Linked DNA regions of Sus scrofa: all the other regions are linked to region 1. The links are chromatin contacts, called in public HiChIP or PLAC-seq and promoter capture Hi-C maps. All regions are on one chromosome and are shown on one strand. Each heading gives the region's core, a stretch centred on a gene start, on an enhancer-like site or on the middle of the called end of the contact. The rest is flanking DNA. Distances are from core to core; before and after follow the strand shown.

What was found. Promoter capture Hi-C pulls out the DNA fragments that hold promoters and counts their contacts. HiChIP or PLAC-seq counts read pairs in DNA pulled down with a chosen protein or histone mark.
Region 2: a promoter capture Hi-C map of fetal liver shows a contact between it and region 1, with 3 times the contacts expected there. The contact joins the promoter of FEM1A here to the promoter of DPP9 in region 1. A contact is called at or near these places in 2 of 5 promoter capture datasets (fetal liver and liver), 18 of 47 Hi-C or Micro-C datasets (alveolar macrophages, blood, brain and 9 more) and 2 of 2 datasets of contacts at active chromatin or transcription factors (alveolar macrophages and skeletal muscle).
Region 3: an H3K27ac HiChIP or PLAC-seq map of alveolar macrophages shows a contact between it and region 1. The contact joins the enhancer-like site here to the promoter of DPP9 in region 1. A contact is called at or near these places in 1 of 5 promoter capture datasets (liver), 9 of 47 Hi-C or Micro-C datasets (blood, embryonic fibroblasts, epiblast stem cells and 4 more) and 2 of 2 datasets of contacts at active chromatin or transcription factors (alveolar macrophages and skeletal muscle).

Annotation. Positions count from the first base shown.
Region 1 is chr2:74,133,164-74,136,807 of Sscrofa11.1, forward strand. DPP9 (dipeptidyl peptidase 9) reads left to right here and starts at 1,357. Exons shown (of 22, transcript XM_021084042.1): 1 at 1,357-1,759; 2 at 2,766-2,816. It overlaps TRNAG-UCC (a tRNA gene), which reads right to left and starts at 1,336; the gene lies at 1,265-1,336.
Region 2 is chr2:74,043,834-74,047,778 of Sscrofa11.1, forward strand. It overlaps FEM1A (protein fem-1 homolog A), which reads right to left and starts at 1,290. Exons shown (of 1, transcript XM_021084041.1): 1 at 1-1,290. The coding sequence starts at 1,150.
Region 3 is chr2:74,020,134-74,024,101 of Sscrofa11.1, forward strand. TICAM1 (toll like receptor adaptor molecule 1) reads left to right here. Exons shown (of 2, transcript NM_001315738.1): 2 at 1-964. The coding sequence ends at 677. Among named protein-coding and RNA genes, the nearest start is that of TICAM1, 18 kb to the left of the region's middle. Within about 2 kb of position 2,093, at least 15 of the 83 cell types and tissues checked have an H3K27ac peak or open chromatin away from gene starts, as enhancers often do. A contact at or near this core is called in alveolar macrophages, embryonic fibroblasts and liver, where this site is marked.

The DNA of each region.
Region 1 (3,644 bases), core at 107-2,606:
CCAGGGATCAAACCTGCATTATCATGGATACTTGTGTTCCTACTGCTGAGCCACAACAGGAACTCCCCCACATCTTATTAGTCTAATAGGTTGGTTCTATGTCTTGGCTATTGTACATAGTGCTACTGTGAACATTGGGGTGCATTTATCTTTTCAGATTATGATTTTCTCATGACATATGACCATATGCATGTTTTCAGATTGCAAGATGGTAGCTCTACTTTCAGTTTTTTTGAGGAAATCCCATACTGTTCTCTATAGTGGCTGCACCAGTTTACATTCCCAGCAATAGTAGAGGAGGGCTCCCTTTTCTCCACACCCTCTCCATTATTTATTATTTTTAGGCTTGATCCTAAATTCTTACCATTTCCCTTCCTCCTATCTCTCTTAAAAAAAACAAAAAAGCAAACAAACAAAAAACCAACAAAAAAACGGACTGGCCTAAACTGAGTTAACTTTGGGTTATGAGATGAAAAGTCATTTTCATCATCTTCTACGTCGAGATTTTTTTTTTTTTTTCTTCCCCTTCCAAATTAGTTGTACCTAATGTCCTTTACAGGTCTTTTACAGAAAGACCTTTCTTTCTCGTAGAAAGTGGTTTGGGCTGAAGCAACATAGTTAATATTTGTATATTTGTATACAGGTAAGAGTTTAAATAAAGAATCTATGCATGAGACAAACTAAAGAAACATTGTTTGCCCTCAGGATGGATTTGTGAACAGTTTTTGTCTTGGACTGTTTTAATCGTGTGTGTGTGCGTGCGTGTGTGTGTGTGCGCGCGTGCGAGCGTTGGGAATGGGGGTTATTAGATTTTTTTATTCTGTGTTTTTCCAGCTTCCAACCGCGTCAAGCCGAGGGATGGATATTCAGAAAGAACGAGAATCACCTGGGCTGACAGAACCAAATGTTCATATTGGGAGTATAATGTAACAGGTCCTGTAACGTTGTCTATAATAAGCCCAAAAAAATATGACCCATATTGGTTTCTTTAGCGTAGCGGTTATCACGTTCGCCTAACACATCAAAGGTCCCTTGTTTGATCCCGGGTGGAAACATTCCCTTTATCATTTCTTTATTATAGAATTTTAAAATTTGCTTCAAAATAACTGCAGTAGAAATTCAGGTTCTATGCTCTTTTTTTTATTTCTCTAATCTTTGTAGATATGGGATTTTATAAGTTATTGCAAAGTAATACAAATATTACTACAGAAAGTTTTAAATGGACCGTAAGAGCAGGGAAAAATGGAAAAGCTCCTTAACCATGTGCGTTGGCCGGGAATCGAACCCGGGTCAACTGCTTGGAAGGCAGCTATGCTAACCACTATACCACCAACGCAACGATGGAACACAATTTTCTTAGGTTTCTTTAGTAGAAGTATTACGTTTATTTGGGCGATACCAAGTTACTTGAGGGGGTGTCTTTCTCTTTAATAGCTCTCCCGGCACAGGAAGGAGCAACCCAAGGGACGTTTCACTCCATTGGATGCGGGGGCATGCTGGCGTGTCCCCCCCCAGTGCTCCGGCCTCTTTGGTGCCGGCCGAGCGGTGGCCAATCCCAGGCCGCCGCCTGGGCCGCTCGACTTCCGGGTCAAAGGGGCCTGAGCTGCCGGGTACCCCAGTGTCCGCCGCCTCCGCTGTCCCCCGCGCCCGCCACTTCCGGGGCCGCAGTCCCGGGCATGGAGCCCCGAGCTTGAGGTGCCGCTGGCCCCGGGACACCTTGCCCAGCCCGGCCGCCGCCCTGCACCGGCCCCGAGCCCTGGTGAGCTGCGCCCGCGCGCCCCGTCCGGCCCCGGCCGCGACCCTGAACCCACCATTGACCGGGCCCGCCTGAGCCTCAACCGTGGACTCTCCATTCACCCGCCTACCGGGTGCCCTCTGCCCCGGTCCGCGCACTCTGGCCCCGCCATTGACCAGACTCGCGGTTCCTCCAGTCCCCGCCTCTCTTCATCCCATCTTCCCCGCTCGACCCCTCCGCTTGCCGCGCGACCTCTCAGCCTCTTCTCGGCCCGGCCCGGCCCGACCCGACTTTCTCTCCCATCCCTTTGCTGCCCAGGCCACCTATCTCTGGCTCCTTCCGGGGGTGCCGCACCTGGTAACACCTTCCTTTCCCTGCAGGCTGTGGAGGGCCCCGTCTTCTCCCCCTCCCCATGCAAACACATACTACCTATCTGAGAGCAGAGGCCACCTCCCTGACCTGCGTCCTGACCCCCACCTTTTCACCCCTCCCCAACGCTTGGCCTCCTCACCCGCATCCTCACAAGGTCCAGCCGCCTCTCTCAGCTTCCCTCCCAGGCCTCTCCAGCCACCCACCTTTTCCTACATAGGCTTAGCCCAGTCTTGACACTTTCCCATCCATGTGGCAGCTAAGCCATCAGAAGCGGCTAGTTCCCTTTGATCCAGCTAGTTCCCTTTGACTCTCCACCGCCCCCATCTCCGCCTGCCCGCACTCCAGGAAGTCACTTGCCTTGACCACAGGAACAAATCTTTCCAGGAGCTGGGACTTAAGCCCAAGGGGTGCCCTGTAGTCACCAATCCCTGTAGTGCCCTGCTGAATCCTGGGCGAATTGGGCCCAGTGGCTGGTCATGCATGTAGGGTATGGTTCAGGACATGCAGACAGCACTGCAGGGCTGTGAGGCATCATTAGGATATACTGGGTACAGAGAATCAGGCCCGACCCTTGAGGACTCCTGAATGGAAGGAGAGTGAGTGGTTAGCCAGTCTCTCCATTAAGTTGCCCCGTTAATGGCACATTTACTCTGTTAAGGTCTGTGTCACGTCTGCAGCCGGAATGGAGGCTTTCTGGACCCTTTAGAAGGTCAGTGGTGCTGGGGCGGGGTGGCCAGGAAGGCCAGGTGTGGGCTGGTGGGATTCATTTGCCTGCTCTAGAATACAGCATTTGGCAAGAAGTGGTTTCCTGCAGTCCTGGGGTCACTGCCCTTGGGGACAGTTGGTGGGGAGCCAGCCCAGTGGAGGCAGCTTTGTGTGCTCTTGCTGGAGTTTTCTTTCTCTCCAGCATCCCACTCTAGCTGCCCCTGAAGGACTGGGGGAGAAAAAGGAGGGCCTGCTGATTTCCAGCTGGATTTGGCCGATGTGTGCCTGCACCTCGCACCCCTAACACTGTGCCTGGCACTCAATCTGCAGATGGTGTGAATTCTGGCTCTTAAAAACAACTTTAGTGTAACTTTTTTTTTTTAATGGCCACTGGCCACACATGGAAGTTTCCAGGCCAGGGATTGAATCCAAGCCATAGTAGCAATGCCAGATCCTTAACCCACTGCACCACAGTAGGAACTCCCCCTTGGTGTAATTTTAAGCAACTTTTTTAGATGACAGTGTTAGCTGTCCTGTAGTTTCTGCTTCGTCAGCTGTTTTAGCTGTGCAGTCTCCTTTAACTCTCAGAGTAGCCTTAGGCATAGGCACTGTAGTTCCATTTTATAGGTGGGGAAGTTGAGGCACAGAGAGGTTAGGTGGTTTCTTCAAGGTCACATAACCCAGTAGTGGCAGAGTCAGGATTTGAACCCAGATCTCTCTGACACTAGAGCCCTCAGTTTTCACCACTGGACTGAGAGTGAAATCAGTGCTTCTTTGTGGTGATATTTTGTTTCACTTCTTCCATAAGAACTGTCCTGGGACCAGGCGCTGC
Region 2 (3,945 bases), core at 40-2,539, 89 kb before region 1:
TGTCCGGGTGGGAGGGCCCCAGGATGCGCTCGCGGATCAACAGGGCTTGCATGCGCATCTCATCCGGGTCGGTGATGAGTGCCTCCAACTCCTCAGCGGTATTCACCTCCCTGGAATAGTCATAGGCCAGGACCAGCTGCGGGGGCTCGGGTTTGGGCAGATACGCACCCCCTTGGTGACGCAGCTCCATGGCCCGTCTCCAGTGTTTCAGGGCCCCAAGCAGATCCCGCTTCTTATCCACGTAGGTGGCTCCCAGCAATTCCAAGGCTTCAACGGCAGCTTCCCGGCTGGTGGGGCAGCAGCTCTCGGAAGATTCACCGCTCAGCGGCTCCTCTGGGGAGGCGCTGCAGCAGCGGGGGCTCTGGGGCTGCACGCACGCCGGGCTGGCGGTGGGGCCTTCTCGGGACAGCCCTGGCCGGGTCTCCTCCCCAGCAGGCTGCTCCTGGATAAGGTACTCCACGATGTTGGTGTGGCCCGTCACGCTGGCCGCCAGCAGCGGAGTCATACCGTAGCCGTCACGTTCCATGCGGGCGTTGCACCCGAGCAGCAGCTGCAAGATCTCCAGGCTGCCAGACTCAGCACAGTCGTGCAGGGCCGTGTTGCCTTTGGCGCTGCGCCGATTCACCTGGGCGCCTTGCTCCAGCAGGTAGCGGGCGATCTCGCGGTGGCCCTTGTAACAGGAAATCATAAGGCACGTGTGCCCGTGCCGGTTGGCCACCTCCAGGTCCGCCTGGTGCTCGCCCACCAAGTAGCGCACCACCTCCAGGTGCCCGTCGAAGCAGGCGGCGCGCAAGGGCGTCGAGTTGGTGCGTGTGGTGCGGTTCACCGAGGCCCCGCGGCGCAGCAGGCTCCGCACCACGTCCAGGTGGCCCGCAGCAGAGGCGGCCCACAGCGGCGGCGCGCCCTCGATGGTCTCGCCATCGAAGTGCACCGAGCCGCCTGCTTCCACGCTCGCGCCGCACCGGTCCACCAGGTACTCGACCACGTCCAAGTGGCCGTAGCGGGCGGCGATTAGCAGCGGTGTTCCCCCGCTGGCCACCTCGCCCGTCAGCTCCTCCAGCTCCTCCCGGCTCCGGCCGCTGAGCAGCTTCTGAAGCAGCTGCAGCTTGCCATCACGGGCAGCATTGTACACGGCGGTATGGAGGTCCATGGTCCGGGCCTCCGCCAGGCCATGGGCCTGCCGCCGGGGGAAGAGGGCACGGGGTGACGGCGGACTAGAGCCCAGACAGGCAGGCGGCAACCTTCACCGTCTCCCCCGGCGCCATTTTAGGGGCTTTTCGGGCGGAACAAAATGGCTGTCGTGGCCTGGTGCCGAGGACGAATGGAGCATGCTGGGAAGTGTAGTCCTCTGAGCCAGCCCGCTCCGTAGGACAGAAAAGGAACGGTGATGTGCTAAGACTATTACTCCCAGAAGGCCGAGGGTCAGATGCGATGACGTGAGGACACGATGCATGGCGGGAATTGTAGTTCCAACCTGAGTGAATGGTGTCAGAAATAGGCGAGGCGAGGACTACGACTCCCGTCATGCAGTGCTATGCGATGGCTTGTGGGACCTGGAGAAAGTTTCGCTACGTACTTCCTGTGGCTGTCACAGTACCGGAGCCGATAGGAAACGTAGACGCGGGGCAGAGGACTACTTTCCACGAAAGGCCAGCCTCGGAGCCAACCGGCAGCGAGAACCAGGCGCGGGGTCTGATTCGAGCTTGGCGAGGCTGAGCGGCGCAACGGCAGGGGGCGCTCGGGAGAGACAGGAAAGTGAGGAGGGGTGGGGATGTTAGGGAAGCAGGGACTGACTAGAGGTGGCCGTAAGGGTCGGTGTCTAGCGCTCCTCCCCTTCTTATTCATTCATTCATTTATTCATTCACTCACTCATTCACATACTCATATATTTATTTACTCACTCATTAATACCCAGTTAAAATTTTAGTTTTTCTCCTTCAACCCTCAACATCCTCAATACAAAATCTAAATTAATTTGCCTCAGCCCTTCTCCACTATCATTGTGCGTATCATTTGGGGTTGGGGGCTTTGAAATTTTCAGTAACTTGCCCAAGGGCACAGGGCAAGTAAATGGCAAGGTTGGGATTTGAACCCAGGCAGAAGTGGCTATGTAATTTGCAGGGCCCAGTGCAAAAGGAAAATGTTGAACTTCTTGTCTAAAAGTAGTTCAGAATTTCTCAACAGGGATGGCAGAACATTAAACCAAGTGTGGGGCTCTTCCGGTTGACTGCACGGGTGGACACCTCCAGTGAAGCCTGAACCCCACCCCTGAAGTCAGACCCTCTCCCTAACACTCTTGCCACCATTTTGCTGCTCTGTGCCCCAAGGTTACTGAAATTATGGTAAGGATGAAGAACGGGGTCCTTCCTCCAGGAATGTTTGAGAAATGCATACTGTTCTCTACACCTCCACACTCTTGTGTGTGTCATTCCCTCTGCTCGGAACACTGTTCCATACCCTCTTCACTTGGCTGCCTCTTGGGCCTTCTTCAGGTCTCAGCTGAGACTTCAGGTCTTCGTGGATGATTCTTTGGCCACTTAGTGGGTGCCCTCCCTGGTACCCCCGTTCTTCATGAATCTTGAGAAATACTCTGTTTTAGTCAGTTCAGTGTGTTGTAACAAATACCGCAGCCTGGGTGGCTATGTTAGAATTCTCCAGAGAAACAGAACCCAGCAGGATTTATCCCATTGGGAGTTATATCTTTATATATATACATATATATATAGACACATATAACATATATATTATGTGTACATGTGTATATGTATAAACATATGCTATTGAACTTGGATTCAGGTGCTCACCACTCAGAAGGCAATAATCGAGGGGCAAGTGTTGGTAGAAAGACAAGGTAATTTATTCAGAAAAGCCAGTAATTGGGGGAGAAGGTGGACTCATGTCTAGAGACCAATTCCAAAGATTCTGCTCAGCTGTGACATTTTTTTTTTTTTTTTGACTTTTCTAGGGCCGCTCCTGCAGCATATGGAGGTTCCCAGGCTAGGGGTCTAATCGGAGCTGTAGCCACTGGCCTTCGCCAGAGCTACAGCAATGCAGGATCCGAGCTGAGTCTGCGACCTACACCACAGCTCACGGGCAATGTCAGATCCTTAACCCACTGAAAAAGGGCAGGGATCGAACCTGCAACCTCATGGTTCCTAGTCAGATTCATTAACCACTGCGCCACGATGGGAACTCCATCAGCCGTGACAATTTTTAAAGGAAAAAAGAGAGGGAAGTCTCAGTTAAGCATTCTTTGTCATTTTTCCATTGCATGCAGACTGCCGACTTCTGATCTTCCTTTGGGTGCTGTCTTGCTCACGTGGTCTGCCTCCAGATTTGCTAAGGGGAAGCTGGGGGCGGAGAGTAAGTCATTCTTTAACTATTTCATTCTTCCTTTAATCCAGGAAAGGAATCAACAGGTTAGGCAAGGCATCGTGTACATTCAGTCAAACAAAAATCGGAAGTTAGGTGAGGTGTTTCCTAGTGATCTCATTTTTATTATTGAGGTTTAAGGGAAACAGAAATAGACAAACAGGAGTTCCCGCTGTGGTGCAGTGTGTTAAAGATCCAGCATTGTCTCTGCCACAGCTCAGATTCAATCCCTGGCCTGGCACAGTGGGTTAAGGATCCAGCGTGGCTGCAGCTGTGGCATCAGTTGCAGCTGTGGCTCAGAACATCCACATGCCATGGGTGAGGCCAAAAAAAAAAAAAAAAAAAAAAAAGGGAAAAAAAGAAAAGAAATAGACAAACAAGAAAGGGGCAAAATAGCTGCTTACAAATCCCACCTTATCAGAAAATCGTTTCATTTCTGTGGGAGTATGGGTGAAGGTTAGTCTTCTGTAACTTCATGCAGATACAGGGTGCCACATTTTCAGAGTAGATGTCGACATGGGTCTGTAGCATCTGTTTGTTGACGGTTTTAGTTGCCTGCTTGCATACATGGGC
Region 3 (3,968 bases), core at 843-3,342, 110 kb before region 1:
AGAGTTCCCTGGCCCAGCTCAGCCCCGGCACGTCCAGTCTGCTCAGTAGCCTGGTGTGGCTGGACGAGCACTCCCAGATCTTCGCTAGGAAGGTGGCCAACACCTTCAAGCCCCAGAAGCTGCGGGCCCGCAAAGCCAAGTGGAGGAAGGAACAGGACGCCCGGGCCCTGCGGGAGCAGAGCCAGCACCTGGAGGGTGAGCGGCAGCAGGCAGCGGCGTGGGGTGCGGCGTGCTCAGCCTACATCCATAGCTACCTGTCCTACCAGACGCAGTTGGAGAAGCTTCAGATGGCTTTCGCGAGCTACATGCCATTTGGGGCTCAGCTGCCCTCTGCACCCCCAGCGCCTTTTGGAGAACAGGGGCCCCTGGGAGCCCCACCACCCTTTCCCACCTGGCCTGGCCTTCAGCCACCGCCTGTGTCTCCGTGGCTGGCAGGCACGCCCCCACCAGCCTTCCCGCAACCTCCTGCCTTCCCGCAGCCTCCTGCCTTCCCTCAGCCTCCTGCCTTCCCACAGCCTCCGGCTGCGTCACAGTCCTCCCCTGTGAACCCTCAGAGCTCTGGGGTGCAGCCTCTCATCATCCACCATGCTCAAATGGTACAACTGGGGCTCAATAACCACATGTGGAACCAGAGAGGGACCCAGGCGCCCGAGGACAAGTCACCAGAAACGCAATGACCAAATGTCTGGACCCGATGACTTCAGCCTTGCCCCTCCCCCACCCCCATCTCCAGGAGGCAGTGGAACAGGGGTCATCCGCTACTTTCAGGACACTGCTGGGGAGACCTTTGGGTCTCAGGAAATGGTGCAAAATGGGCCTCTTGCCTTTCTGGTTCTCCAGGTTGCCAGAACTGGATGTGAGTTTACACATTTCTTTCTCTCCTTTTGGAGAGTGGTGGTGGGGAATGGGCTGGGGGGTATTAGAATGGAGTTTTAATTGTAATAAATATTTATTGAATGCTTCAGCAGTGCCGTTGTCCTCTGGGGGACCTCTGCCTTGCCCTTTGTCAAGATAAAAACTGGGCTACTATTGCCATAAAAGCAAACCTAAAGCGAGAACTTTGAATGACATGAGCCATAGTTGTGCACATTTGCTCTCATTTCATTGGTCAGGATGGAGTAAGAGTAGAATTTTAACATTTGTCAAACACTCACCATTTATCCATTCTGGAGGCTTTAAATATCTAAATGGGAGTTCCCGTCGTGGCGCAGTGGTTAACGAATCTGACTAGGAACCATGAGGTTGCGGGTTCAGTCCCTGCCCTTGCTCAGTGGGTTAACGATCCGGCGTTGCCGTGAGCTGTGGTGTAGGTTGCAGACGCGGCTCGGATCCTGCGTTGCTGTGGCTCTGGCGTAGGCCAGTGGCTACAGCTCCGATTCAACCCCTAGCCTGGGAACCTCCATACGCCGAGGGAGCGGCCCAAGAAATAGCAAAAAAAGACTAAATAAATAAATAAATAAATATCTAAATGTATTTTCAGGGATTCCCCGTCGTGGCTCAGTGGTAATGAACCCTACTAGTATCCATAAGGACGTGGGTTCGACCCCTGGCCTCGTTTAGTGGGTTAAGGATCTCGAGTTGCTGTGAGCTGTAGTGTAGGTCACAGATGTGGCTGCGATCATGCGTGGCTATGGCTGTGGCTGTGGTGTAGGCCAGCAGCTACAGCTCCCATTCAACCCCTAGCCTGGGAACTTCCATTTGCCTTGGGTGCGGCCCTAAAAAAAGACTAAATAAATAAATGTATTGTTGTCTTCCCCAGGGAAAAGCTTCTATTGCTGGTTCCATTTTACATATGGGGAAAACCAAGGCCCAAAGGGGTGAATTCTGGTCCCCAAAGTCACACAGATCGAAAGTGGGGAGATTGTCGTGAAGTAGTTGGATTTCCAAGGGAGGGAATGAAGGTCCAGCCCAGAAGAGCCAGGTGAGCCAGGAAGCTGCAAGCCTCTTCTTGCTCAACAGTGTGATCTGAACATTGACTTCACGTATCCTTTCCTCTGCTGCCAGCTTCCTCAAAGGGCAGGCCTGGTGTGAGTCACCCAGCCTGTCGTGCACCACTTGCTCTTTGAGCTGCTGGCTCAGATTTTTGTTGTGTTCTGGCCTCCCCACCTTGAAGTGAAACCTGGAGAGATCAGATTCTCTGGTGGGGTGGGGTGGGGTGATGTCATGGAAACAGCCAGTTTCTGATTATGGAGGCTAGAGTTGGCTGCAATTCACTGGACGGTTGCCGTGGCATAGGCCATTTGTTTAGTCAACCAACATTTATGGAGCTCCTACTGTGTGCCAGGATTGTCCCAGACCTGGAGGTGCAGTAGGGGCAAAGACAGTTGTGATCTGTGCCCTGCTCTCTTTTCAATCGCAGGCTCAGGCCGAGGGGAGGGAGCATCAAACTCATGGTTGATGAATATGTCATCAAACAAGGAAGCAAGATCATTTCAGAAAGTGAAGAGACTTGGGAAGAAATAAACAGGGCGAGTGAAGGGAGTGCCTCTGGCCCAGGTGGCCAGAGAGGGCCTCTCTGAGGAGGAGGTGGCATTAGAGTCAAGATGGGGAGGAAGAGAAGGGGGTGGTCATGATTGGAAGAGCTTGGGAAGGAAGGTGATCTTATGGGCAGAGGAAATAGGCAGTGCAAAGGTACTGGGGCAGGACTGGACCTAGTGTGTCAGAGGAGCAGTAAGGAGGCCCCTGTGGCTGGAGCAGAAAGAGGGAGGGGAAGCAAGGGAAGAGGTGACGCCAGGGAGGGGAGGGTGCAGTAGGTCTTGGGCTTTTGCCCCCAGGGAGGTGGGAGCCCTGGAGGGTTGTGGACAGAAGAGGGGCGGGGCTTGACTCAGGTGCTCACCAGCGCCCTCTGGCTGGGGCAAGGAAGGCTGACTAGGGCGTGAGGGCAGAAGCTGGGGGCCAGGGGAGGTCTGCTGAACTGGTCCAGGCCAGTGATGATGGGGGCTGGACCTGGCAGAGGCAGAGGAGAGAGGAGGAGTGGGCACATTCAGAATGTGAGTCCCTCTTTCATCCCCCAATCATAGTCACAAGTCATAGCCCTTTTCTGGGCCACATCTTTCCCACCTGTACAATGGCCCTAGTGTCCTTGGGTCTGTCCCTGTGTCACCCCAGCATATTTAAAGCCCTGAGCTGAGGGCTTTATGTGCTGGATAAGCTCATTTCATCTACAACCCCAGGAGCCAGAAGCAATGTCCCCAGTTTATAGATGAGGAAACTGAGGCCCAGAGAGGTGACATCATTTATCTAAGGTCACACAGCTCATAAGTAGCCTTCTGGGACAGGAGAAGGAGCCAGGGGGCTCTCTCCATGGATTCTAGCCCATATGGAGACTGTGCATATGGTCTTGATTTTTAAAATTCTTTTCAATATTCCAGTTCATTTTTTTTTTTCAGGGCCACACCCATGGCATATGGAGGTTCCCAGGCCAGGGGTCTAATTGGAGCTGTAGCTTCCAGCCTCCATCACAGTCATAGCAACACGGGATCCGAGCCTCATCTGCGACCTACGCCACAGCTCATGGCAATGCCGGATCCTTAACCCACTGAGCGAGGTCAGGGATTGAACCTGCATCGTTGTGAATGCTAGTCAGATTCATTAACCACTGAGCCACGACAGGAGCTCCTATTCCAGTTCATTTTGTTACTTGTTAATTCATGGCTTCTTGTCCACACTCTACCCACCCAGAGAGAGTTGGGGACCAATCTGTCTTGGTCACTGCAGTATTTTCGGAAGCCAGCACAAGATGTGCCACAGAATAATTGCTCAGTAAACCCTTTTGACAGTTAGTGGGCACCTATTGTGTACAGGCCGTGACGGGCGCTGGGGACACAGACCTGGGGACACAGTGCCCCATGGAGCTCACTGGGCACTGAATGGAGAGGATGTAGATTCCTCCATCCTTTCGGCTAACCAACATTTATTGAGCTCCTACTGTGTGCAGGTCCTTGGGCACAGTGAAGACTGAGTTGTCA